2 separate regions of the Mus musculus genome follow, and region 2 is linked to region 1. Evidence: chromatin contacts called from public HiChIP or PLAC-seq data. All regions are on one chromosome and are shown on one strand. The core of a region is the stretch at or near the end of the contact, and the rest is flanking DNA. Distances in the headings are between cores, read along the strand shown. Region 1 has its middle 19 kb from the start of Nanog. Region 2 has its middle 14 kb from the start of Clstn3.

Region 1 (5,589 bases), core at 5-2,504:
GTGCTCTTAACCGCTGAGCCATCTCTCCAGCCCCCATTTATCAATTTTAAAGCATATACTGTTATTTTTCTGTGTGGCTGGTTTGCCTCTATGTATACCATAATACCGGCTTCACGGGGGGCCAGAAGGTGTCACCAGATGCCCTGGAATTGGAATTATAATTAGTTATGTGCCCCATGTGCCTATAGGGAATTGAACAAAGGTCCTTTGGAAGAGCAGCCAGGGATTATTTATTTATTTTGGGTTTTGCTGGTTTTATCTTTCGTTTGCTTGTTTTGTTTTATTTTTGAGACAGGATCTCTCTACCCAGCCCCCGCTGTCTTGGAATTCATTGTGTAGAGCGGGTTGGCTGGAGCTGAGAGACCCACCTGTTTCTGATTTCTAAGTGCTGGGATTAAAGATGTGCACCACTACTCTGGCTCCTTTCTTTTCTCTCTTTCTTGTTTTCTTTTATAATTTTCATGGTTTTTCTTTCTTTCTTTTTCTTTCCTTCTTTTTTTTTCGAGACAGGGTTTCTCTGTGTAGCCCTGGCTGTCCTGGAACTCACTTTGTAGACCAGGCTGGCCTCAAACTCAAATTTACCTGCCTCTGCCTTGCAAGTGCTGGGATTAAAAGGCGTGCCCCAACATGCCAGAATTCATGGTTTTTCAAGACAGGGCTTTTCTGGCCAACCTGGAACTCTAGACCAGGATGGCCTGGAACTCAGAGTTCTGCTTGCCTCTGTTCCCCCATGCGCTGAAATTGAAGATATAAAACACCAAGCCTGCTGCCATGGCCGCTACTGTTGTTACTGCTGCTGTTTCTTCTTCTCTTTCTCCTCTTCTTTTTCTTCAATCACTATTCCAGTGTACATAGGTGTGGAGGTCAAAGGACACATAGGTGTGGAGGTCAAAGGACAATTTATGGAATTGGTAGTCTCAGATACCTTTACAGGGGTCTAGGGAATTGAACTCAGGCCAGCAAGCATATTTTTTATTTGTTTTGTTTTGTTTTTCCAAGACAGGGTTTCTCTGTATAGCCCTGACTGTCCTGTAACTCACTCTGTAGACCAGGCTGGCCTCGAACTCAGAAATCCGCTGCCTCTGCCTCCCAAGTGCTGGGATTAAAGGCGTGCACCACCACGCCCCGGCCCGGCCTTTTTTTTTTTTTAAGTTTTCATTCATGCATTTTATTTATGGTCAGCCTCTGACACATAAAACCTTGTTACAAACAAACAAAACAACATCAACAACAAAATTCCAATCCCCAACAACTCTAAACAAAGCACTCCAGGCAAAAGGTAACACCTTTCTTTTGGGAGTGTGCTTCCCACCTTGCCTACAGGGCATCTTTGACCTTAGGCAAAAATGCGTGTTTTTTCTTAATGGGTGTGGCTTCCAGGTCTGGGAGGAATATCAAGAAGGATTTACCAAACTCCAGCAAGCGTTGTTCTGGAATAGTCTAGGAGAATAAATAAGCTCATTAGTTATTCTGTAGGTATTAGGGCAGTAGTTTTTCACCCTTCCTAATGCTGTGACACATTGTGGTGATCCTCCCCCAACCATAAAATTATCCTATTCCTAATTCATAACTGTATTTTTTCTACTGTTATGAACGGTAAGGTAAATATCTGATATGCAGGATTTCAACCCACAGGCTGTACCAGACCTGATTATAGATGGTAGTGAGTCACACTATGTGGTCGCTGGGAATTATACTCAGGACCTCTGGAAGAGCAGCCAGTGCTCTTAACCTCTGAGTCATCTCTCCAGCCCTGAAGAACATAGTTTTGAAGCCGAGTGATGAAGATGGGGTGGGGGTGGGGTCATGGAAAAAAGACTCTAATACCTGTGTTAATTTTTTTGTCTGGACCCAATGATGTGGGATAGACTAAAATAAAAGATGCTGACCCTGATGACGTTGTATTTAAATACACACAGGGGCTGGGACAGAACTCAAGTTTAGGGGTTCTCGGGCTGGAGAGATGACTCAGCACTGACTGCTCTTTGGAAGGTCTTGAGTTCAAATACCAGCAACCACATGAAAGCTCACAACCGTCTGTACAGCTACAGTATACTCATATACATAAAATAAATAAATACATCTTTTAAAAAAACAGTTGAGGGGTTCCCAACAAGCATGGGTGAGGTCCTAGGTCTGATCATTAGCAATGCTATTATATTCAAAATATTTCAGGGCACCTCAGTCTTGATGCAAGCGTTTGGGCCGGTGAGATGCTCAGTGGGTAAGCATGCGTGCTGCACACAGCCTAAGGACCTGAATTTGATCCTCTGGACCCATGTGGTGGAAGGCGAGAACTGACTCCAGCCATCTCCCCACACAGGACACCACCACCTCCAACAAATGATTAGATAATCATTTTTAAAAAGAGAGAGAAAGAAGGTGTTCAAGGCAAAGGCTCATAGATGAAAAAGGGAATTCTGGCTCTTTATCTGTGGATTCAGATACACGGGAAACTGAGGCAGGAGGATCAGCTAAGCCTGGGAATTCAAGCCAGTCTAGGCAAAATGGTGTAGGTATCTGCTCTCTCCTCCTGCCATATGGGTCATGGGGGTAACGTTGGAAACTCCAGCCCTAAGGGAATATGATGCCCTCATCTGTGTTCTACAGGCAGTGCACACATGTGGTGTACTGACATACATGTAGGCAGAGTATTATATATATATAAAGTAAATGAGTAACTCTTAAAATTTTTCTATGCATTCACAGCAGTTCCAATCAAATCTTAAAGTAGGTTTTAGAAAATGTGACAGCGTGAGCCAACAAGATGGCTCATTAGGAAAAGTCAATTGCCACTAAGGCAGACAGCCTGAGTGAGTTCTACCCGCCATGACCCATACGGCATGGTGGCATGTATAAGCCTCTACGAACAATTTAAAATATTAAATTTTGTGCTGGGTAGTGATGGCATACACTGTTAATCCTAGCACTTGGGTGGTAAAGGCAGATGGATTTTTCGGAGTTTCAGCCTGGTCTACGTAGTAAGTTCCAGGAGAGACAGAGACCCAGTCTTGAAAAAGAAAACCCAAAATAACAAAATAAATAAACAAAACAAAATAATAACATTAACAACAACAACAACAATAGTTTTAGGAAAGATTTAGTGTGGTGACATATGCCTTCATTTTCAGCAGACAGATCTTTTTGTGTTTGATGCCAGCCTGGTCTATATACTGAGTTTCAGCCCAGCTAGATATACAAGGTGAGACTTTGTTTCACAAAAAACAAAAAAAAAAAAAGAAAAGCAAAAATTATACTTGTTTGAGTAATTCAGAAGATTGGACAAACCTTGACTGAGGCGCGTCAGCGACTATACCACGGGCTGGAATTTTGGGAAGGTTGAGAACAGTATCTAACTAAAAGATTAGTTACTTCAGCCATCTCGTTTGTTTGGTTTGAAAGGAGCCTGCTTCCTAAGGGTGGTCAGCCCCTTGACTGAATGACTGATTCAGTTCAACTGGTATGTCACTTTTTTTTTCTTTACGTGCTCACATGGTAGTTTTCCTATTCTAACACTGCCAAAGAGACTGGGCGTTTTGCACAGCTCCTTGTGAGCCTGTAACAGAGCTGAAGAAGACAGAAGGAAATAGCCTGAGAGCCAAGATAGAGACCTGGGAGTCTGAGATTCCTGGATGCTTAAATAAGAAGAAGTACATTTTGGTCATAAGAGGTTAAAGGGCAGTGAGTTCCGGATCTATTTAGCCTGGCTAGAGGGGCTTATCTGCGTGAGCTATGAAAATACCACCACCCAGCTGGGAAGAACTCTGTTGGCTGCCCTATCAGAGGACCCAGATTTGGTTCCTAGAGCCCACATGGCAGCGTAAAACTGTAACTCGTTCCAGAGGATCCTCTTGCCCTCCACAGACACTGCATGCATGTGATACATAGATGAGAATACAGACAAAACTCCCATACGCATAAAAAGATTTTTTTTTTTTTTACAGAAATCACAATAGAATACTCTGCTCTCTATATAAGATATTATCAAGTCTCCCTTTGGGAGCTTTACGAACTATATAGAGAATGAAGCAGAACTGGCTGTCTACAGATGCACAAGCAAGCTGCACACCGAATAAAACAGAGCCATCGCCACTCTAGTTGGTCATTTCTTTGTTTTGTTTTTTTGGTTTTTGGTTTTTCGAGACAGGGTTTCTCTGTATAGCCCTGACTGTCCTGGAACTCACGCTTTCGACCAGGCTGGCCTCGAACTCAGAAATCCGCCTGCCTCTGCCTCCCGAGTGCTGGGATTAAAGGCGTGCGCCACCACGCCCGGCTGGTCATTTCTTTATTGATTTTACCTTACATAAGAATCAACGTTTGTGCATTATGAAAACTTCCCACCCACACAAAGGTAAAAACTGAGGTTTCTTTGTACCCTTAGATCCAGTTGTTTTTTTTTGTTTTTTTTTTAAAGTATAGCTTCCATTTTATTTTTCCAAGGTGTTTTTCCTTCCGCTTTTATGAAGCCACCTCTTTACATGGCCTTTGGTAGAGGTTGTGGTTCAGCGCTAGCAGTTCTAAATCCTGGTGGGGGTGTTCCATCCTTCCGGGCTTCACGAGACCGATTCCTGACGACCTTGCTATGAATGGCACAGCTCACCAGTAAAGCAGCCTGACATGGAACTTGGGAAGCACGTGAGCCTTGAAGATGCTTGCTTCAGATGTGTCCCTGACAGCAGAGGCTTCTACGATGTTCCGAATGACGAGCTTCTCAAAGGCCTTATCCTTGGGTGTGGCACCGGGCTCAGTTCAAGCAGTGAATTGGCCGCTCCTGCTCCCGCTCCCGCTCCTCCTGTCCTGGTTTGGTTTGGTTTGGTTTGGTTTGGTTTGGTTTGGTTTGGTTTGGTTTTATGTATGTATGTATGTATGTATGTATGTATGTATGTATGTATGTATGTATTTGTTTTGTAGTTCTTGGGACTAGAACTGAGGGCCTCATAGATTATGCTAGGCTAGGCGAGTATTCTGTCGTCCCCAGCCCTGACCTGTTGCTGTTAAGCATCTAAGTTTGTTTCTTCCTGATCAGGAACATAAGGAGGAGCTGACAGTTTTTACGATCAATGACTTGAGATCAAGAAGTTTCAAGAAAGGTGTTAGCATCTACAGCCTCCCTGCTAAGTCTCTGTTCCTGGCTGCTGCTGGTAGTCTTATAGTCTTAAAAATGTCGTATTTAAAGTAGTTTATGGCAATTTGGAGTTATTATGTCAGAAATGTCATTGGGAAAAATACTGTTCTGTAGCTGAGAAACTGTACACAGACTGGCAGGGACTCTGCTGACTGGCTGGTGCCGGTGTTGGCAGAGGGGTACTGAGCACTGTCCAGGTGTGGAACTCAGCATCTGTCATCAGGAGCTGAGGTGTTTTAGTGCAAGGCATCGAAGGTTCCTCCTCTCTGCCAGATCTTCAGTGTCCTCTTTGTGATGCTCAGTGCACTGGGGACTACGGATCCATACATTGCCTGGATGTGCTCTTGAAATGCCAAATCTTTTAAATTCAGACTCCGTTTTAGAGAACCTGAGCTAAGTTTAAATTCAGGTAAACCAACAGGCTGGCACCCCCAACAAAACCCAAGCCTAGCTCCAGTCTCTAG
Region 2 (5,744 bases), core at 1,509-4,008, 1.8 Mb before region 1:
TGAGCCTGAGCATCTGCTCTTAATGGACATTAGGGGTGTGGGCAGGCCAGGGCTTGGGGGACAGGGTGGCTCGGATGACTTTGTTCCGAATGCTGTCTCCTATCATGGGCTTAAGTCATGGACACTCAGAGCTTCGTCCAAATCGACCCCACAAAAATCCAGCCATGAATCTTAGCGCTCCAGCCCATCCTCCCTACTGCTGTCATCGCCTACAAGCTAATCATACCCTTCCCATCTGACATCTTTTCACTGCCCGAGCCCAGTGAGCGGTTTGTCTGTCTGTCCTCCTCAGTAACTGTGTCTTCTCAGTTTCTTTCTTCAGCCTCTTTCTGCTCTGTTTGGCTGTGCTCTGCGTTACACTCTCACTACCAATCTTATGCTGTCCAAATTTCTCACACTTGTTCGAAACCCCCCCACCCCCAATCTCCACGTCCTTCAGCCCACTACTGCTGCAAAGGCAGTGGCTCCAGGCCACATTCAACAGGCTCAGACCAAGGCGCCACTACTCAGAGGCTTTGGGACTGTCTCCAATGTGCGTAACATCTCCGTGCTACTGATGTCCTCCTCCGTGGAACACAGAGCAATGATGCTCGCACTTAAGAGCTGTTGTGAGGATTAAATGAGTTAATAACCTAAATTATTTAGGAGGATGCCTGGTCCTGGGTGAACAATAAACTTCATTACGAGTTTATGGAGATAAGAGAGAAAAATGGTTAGTTTAGTCGTTCCCAATCAGAGCAGTACTACACCATAAGGATATTTGACAGTCTCTAAGGATTAAAAAAAAAAAAAAAAAAAAAGGGAGGGGAGGTGGGTAGTGGAGATACTACTGCCACCTAGTGGTAGAGGCTAGCTATGTGCTCTACATTTGTGTCTGGTAATAGTTCAGAAATCGGAGGTATTGGATAGTCGGTTCCTCTTCATTTTATATATAACCTTAGTAAATGATTGCAATTTGCTCCCTGGTTTCTTTAACTGTAAAATGGAGACAAAGAAAGGCAATTATTTTTTCTTTTGTTTTTGGTTTTGTTTTTTCGAGGCAGTTTCTCTGTGTAGCCTTGGCTGTCCTGGAACTCACTCTGTAGACCAGGCTGGCCTCGAACTCAGAAATCTGCCCGCCTCTGCCTCCCGAGTGCTGGGATTGCCACCACACCCGGCACAGAAAGGCAATTCTTTACACACACACACCCCGTCTCTCCCTGACCCCATACAGGTCTAACATATTTGTGGTGGCCCAAGCTTATTATGCAGCAGAGAATGATCAAGACTTGTGGCCCCCCTCCCTCTCAGGTGCACCACTGGGCCCAGCTGTGACAGGGCTCTTTTAAAAATAAAATAATTTTTATTTATGTGTGTGTGGTGGCACCTGGCAAATAGCGTTCATGGTCAGCCAGCCACTGTCATTATTACTTCTCTCCTTGCTTAGTCCCCTGGGAGGCCTGGCTCAGGGCGACCTTACTTCACCTGTGTTTATTAGGCACTCAAGCATATCTGAATACCTGTCCACTTGTTTGTCTTTCCCACAGGACTAGATCCTTGAGGGAAGTACTTTATCCTGTAAATTTTGACATGCTCAGGACTGACTGCAGGGCCTGGCCTATCAGCTCCAACTTAGGTCCTTATGTGGGTGTGGTCCAGAGCGGGGAAGTAGCATTGATCTCATTGAGGAAGAGAAGGTGGTAGATGGGTGGGCCTAGGATCTGAGGGTGGGAGCTGAGGCCAGTGATGCAGCCCTGCTCCCATGTGTGATTCTATAGTGTGGGTTCTAACCAGCAATACATGTCTGCCCATTGCTGGGTGCTATTATAGTTAGGGTGTAATTGTTCCCCACAGGACCATGTGTTTGAGAACATGGCCCCCCCATGATGATAGTTTGGGAAGGCTAGGAAACCTTTGGGATGTGTGATGTAGATTAGCCAGCATAAGTGGGACAGGTAAGGCTGGAGGCTTGAAGACTATATCTAATTTGTGATCTCCCTACATGTGAACAAGCCGTGCCACACACTCACACTGCCACAGATCAAGCCATTCTAGTTTTCATACCTACCTTACTATTAAAGGACTGATATCCCGGGAACCACAAGCCAAAATAAATTCTCCCTACTTCTCAGGCACTATGCCCTTCTGACCAGACACACCCATCACTCCTTGATAGGAACCTTTTGTTGGAAGGAGCAGCCCTGAGAGTGGATGAGTAGCCTGCCCAGCTGGTGCTCACGGAGGGTCTATCATTTGGTAACAGGGTCCTGGAAGATGGCAGATATGGCTCTGGTGGGTGCTATGCACCTGTTAGCTGACAGTGCAAGTCCCTGTTGCCAGGCTGAAGACACTGCTTATGGCACTGAGACCTGTGCTATAAGTCAAGTGCTTATAACATTTTCCTCACCCTCTCTGGCATCACAAGCCTTTGTTAGGGCACCACCATTTCTAATTCAGCGTTCCACCCCTTGTGGAATTTCTGACTGGTTGCCATCTGAGGTTGCATCTCTGCCCACCCTCTCTCTGAAGACTCCGATGTTCGCTGAGTCCTGCTGATGCCATAGAGCAGGAGCACACATGCATGAGGGATCGGGAGCCATCTGAAACGCTGGACGCCCCTTTTGCCACTACGGGAGGACCTGGGACCTCTAACATCACTGGGGCAGACGGAGCTTGCAGAAGGAAGGGGGAAGGGACTTTTTTCAAAAGCCTCGAGAGGGTAAAGTCTCCGTGAACTCAAAGAGAGACTGGTGTCTGCGGTTCCAGTGAGGGAGAGAGAAGGTTGCAGCCTTTGGTGGTTTCCACGTGATTACCACCCCAAGTCATCTCCACCCTTGCTGGTTTGGTAACTCCTGAGGCTGGCAATGAGCCAAATGTGATGGAATTCAAATATTAGTTATCTGTTGTGTAACCGATTGTCCCTTCCCTCAGATTAAGACGAAGGTCACGTATCATTTTACACAGTTGCTGGGGTCAGGAGCAGTTAGGCAGTCTAGCCTCAGGGTCCCTAATAGGCTTCAACTGCTCCGGGTTTGAGGCACTTGCAAGCCTGACTGGGCAGGAGGTCTGTTTCTAAGATGTGGTCCCTGTTCCTTACCACATGGCCGTCTCCATAAGACACTCCGGAGTCAGAAGTTACGCAAGACAGGAAAATAAGCAAAGTCGCCAGAGTTGCTTTTCAACCACGTTTGTTACTCTTATCACCATGGAGATAAAATACCAAGCCGGAACAACTTAGTGGAGGAAAACTTTCCTTTGGCTTTAGTTTCAGAGGGATTGGGCCTGCTATGGTGGGAAAGTGTAGAGGTGTGGTTTGACCTGTGGTGGTGGAAGCACGGGGCCGTGCCTGCTCACCCTGCAGCAGACATGGGGTGGGCAGAGAAAGCAGTGGGCGTACCACTCAAAAGCTCCCACCAGTCACACACCACCTCCTAAAGACGTTATTTATAGCAGCGGTTCTCAACCTTCCTAATGCCGTGACCCTTTAATACAGTTCCGTGTGTTGTGGTGACCCCCCAACCATAAAGTTATTTTCAATGCTACTGCATTCTACTGTAATTCTGCTACTGTAACGGAATGTAATATAAACATGTTTTCTGACAGTCTTAGGCAACCCCTGGGAAGGGGTCATTTGACCCCCACACTGAGAACCAGTGCACTACAGCCTTCAAAACAGGTCACCCGCTGGGGAGCGAGCACTGGAAATGAGAGCTGGTGGGGGAACCTTCCAGAGGGCCACAGCCTTGGCAATGACAGTTTCACTTCTTTTCTGTTTTCTCTGTCACTCTGGCCACCCCCCAGCGGATGCATTGTGGGAGGAGATGGCCTGTGAAGGGACCTTCAAGGACAACATTTCAGGGATCATTTCTAGAGTCTGAAGGCACTCGTTCTCCATAGTTACAGGATTGGACAGATCAATACCCATAGGGAAATCAAACACAGGAGGAGGTGGGGCTTAGAAAAAGATTTAAAAGACCCAAGGAGCTGATGAAGAGGCACATGGCAGAGCAGCCTAGAGAAAACTCGGGAAGAATGACCTTCTAGCCTCCTGAAGGCCAATCACAGTGTGTGTCTTCCATGAAAAGATTGTCTTTAAAAAAAAAAAAAAAAGTCTAAACTTAACCACCCACATCCGAACAGCTGTGTGTGGACCTTCATCTTGCAGTGAACATCTTCAGGAAAGGTTCCTCTATCCACTGCCTAGGTGGATGGCTTGTCAACTGGAGGGGGTTCGATTACACCCTGCACCATCCCTTTCGCCCAATGACCCCTGAGTTCCCGGGTGAAGCTGTGTGTCTCAGCCATCGAGCCGCATACTTCTCTCTTCTGCTCCCCACCCCTCTCGTTGACTTTGGTAAATTCATCTGCAGACAGCCCACCCTGTCCCACCTGTGCTGTACAGTGGCTACCCGAGAATGAGCATGGGAGCAACTTCACAGAGAGGGGGCACTGCCGTCTAGCTGCCCCTCCCCATGTGTTCTCGTGGCACCGGAGACCCAGAGGACATTTTTTTTTTTAAATTACAGTGAAGATGACGATAGTTTCCTTGCAGCTGTGTCTAGGGGATGGAACAAGCACTTTCCTGAAATAACCAGGAAAAGAGAGAGGACCCCCGATTGGGGCGGGTGGGGTGCGGGGATAGAGAGCAGACCTGCTGTGCGTGCGCAGCAACGGAACAGAAGAGGACAAAGCTCAGAGGCAGAGGGACTTACCTGGTTTTGTCCGTCCATCTCAACAGTGACCTGTCCAGAGATGCTTTTAGCTCTGGCGTGGGCTACTGGCCTAGGCCAGTGAAGACATCGTAGTTATTGTTATGAACACAAAGGAAGGGGTGGGGGCTGGCTGTCAGTGAGGCTTTAGGGCACTCTCGCACAGAGACATGTCCACACACACCACAGTGACGTGACCTAGCAAAGCTCCTGAGACTGCTGGAGTTGGGGAACTAACAGATACATGGACAAACGGAAAGCTGGGGCCGGGGAAACTGGGCTCTCTGATAGAGAAGCCTCAGTCAGCATCAGGAAGCTCACTGTGCTGTTTTACACAGGTGAGTAGGGAGATGGATGGGGTTGCAGCAGAGAAATGAGTTAAGGATGCTGAGTTAGCTCATCTCCACAGGAGTGGGCTCTGTAGGGAAGCAGTCCTCAACCTGTGGGTTGCCAACCGTTTGGGGGTTAAGTGACCCTTCCACAGGGATTGCATATCATATCTACATATTGGGTATATATATATTGCAATTCATAACAGTAGCAAAATTACAGTTATGAAGTAGCAACAAAAATAATCTTATAGTTTTTAACTGTATTAAAGGGTTGAAGCATTAAGAAGGTTGAGAACCACTGCTGTAGGTGCTCCATCTTCTGGGCAAAATCATAATATTAAAAACCAATCTGGGGCTGGCGAGATGGCTCAGCAGGTAAGATCACTGACTGCTCTTTCCAAAGGTCCTGAGTTCAAATCCCAGCAACCACATGGTGGCTCCGCCCTCTTCTGGTGCGTCTGAAGACAGCTACAGTGTACTTATTTATAATAAGAAATAAATATTTGGGTGCAAGCAGGGCCGACCGGAGCGAGCAGAGGTCCTAAATTCAATTTCCAACAACCACATGAAGGCTCACAACCATCTGTACAGCTATAGTGTAGTCACATAAAATAAATAAATAAATCTTAAAAAAACAAAAAAAAAACCAAACAATCCGGCTCAGAGGTCAAGAGCACTGGCTGCTCTTCCAGAGGTCCCGAGTTCAATTCCCAGCAACCACATG

What was found. HiChIP or PLAC-seq counts read pairs in DNA pulled down with a chosen protein or histone mark.
Region 2: an H3K27ac HiChIP or PLAC-seq map of embryonic stem cells shows a contact between it and region 1, with 5 read pairs. The contact joins two enhancer-like sites. A contact is called at or near these places in 1 of 39 promoter capture datasets (embryonic stem cells) and 4 of 115 datasets of contacts at active chromatin or transcription factors (astrocytes, embryonic forebrain and embryonic stem cells).

What each region holds. Positions count from the first base shown.
Region 1 is chr6:122,686,011-122,691,599 of GRCm38.p6, reverse strand. No RefSeq gene overlaps it. Among named protein-coding and RNA genes, the nearest start is that of Nanog, 19 kb to the left of the region's middle. Within about 2 kb of position 1,254, at least 34 of the 459 cell types and tissues checked have an H3K27ac peak or open chromatin away from gene starts, as enhancers often do. A contact at or near this core is called in embryonic stem cells, where this site is marked.
Region 2 is chr6:124,475,560-124,481,303 of GRCm38.p6, reverse strand. No RefSeq gene overlaps it. Among named protein-coding and RNA genes, the nearest start is that of Clstn3, 14 kb to the right of the region's middle. Within about 2 kb of position 2,758, at least 111 of the 459 cell types and tissues checked have an H3K27ac peak or open chromatin away from gene starts, as enhancers often do. A contact at or near this core is called in embryonic stem cells, where this site is marked.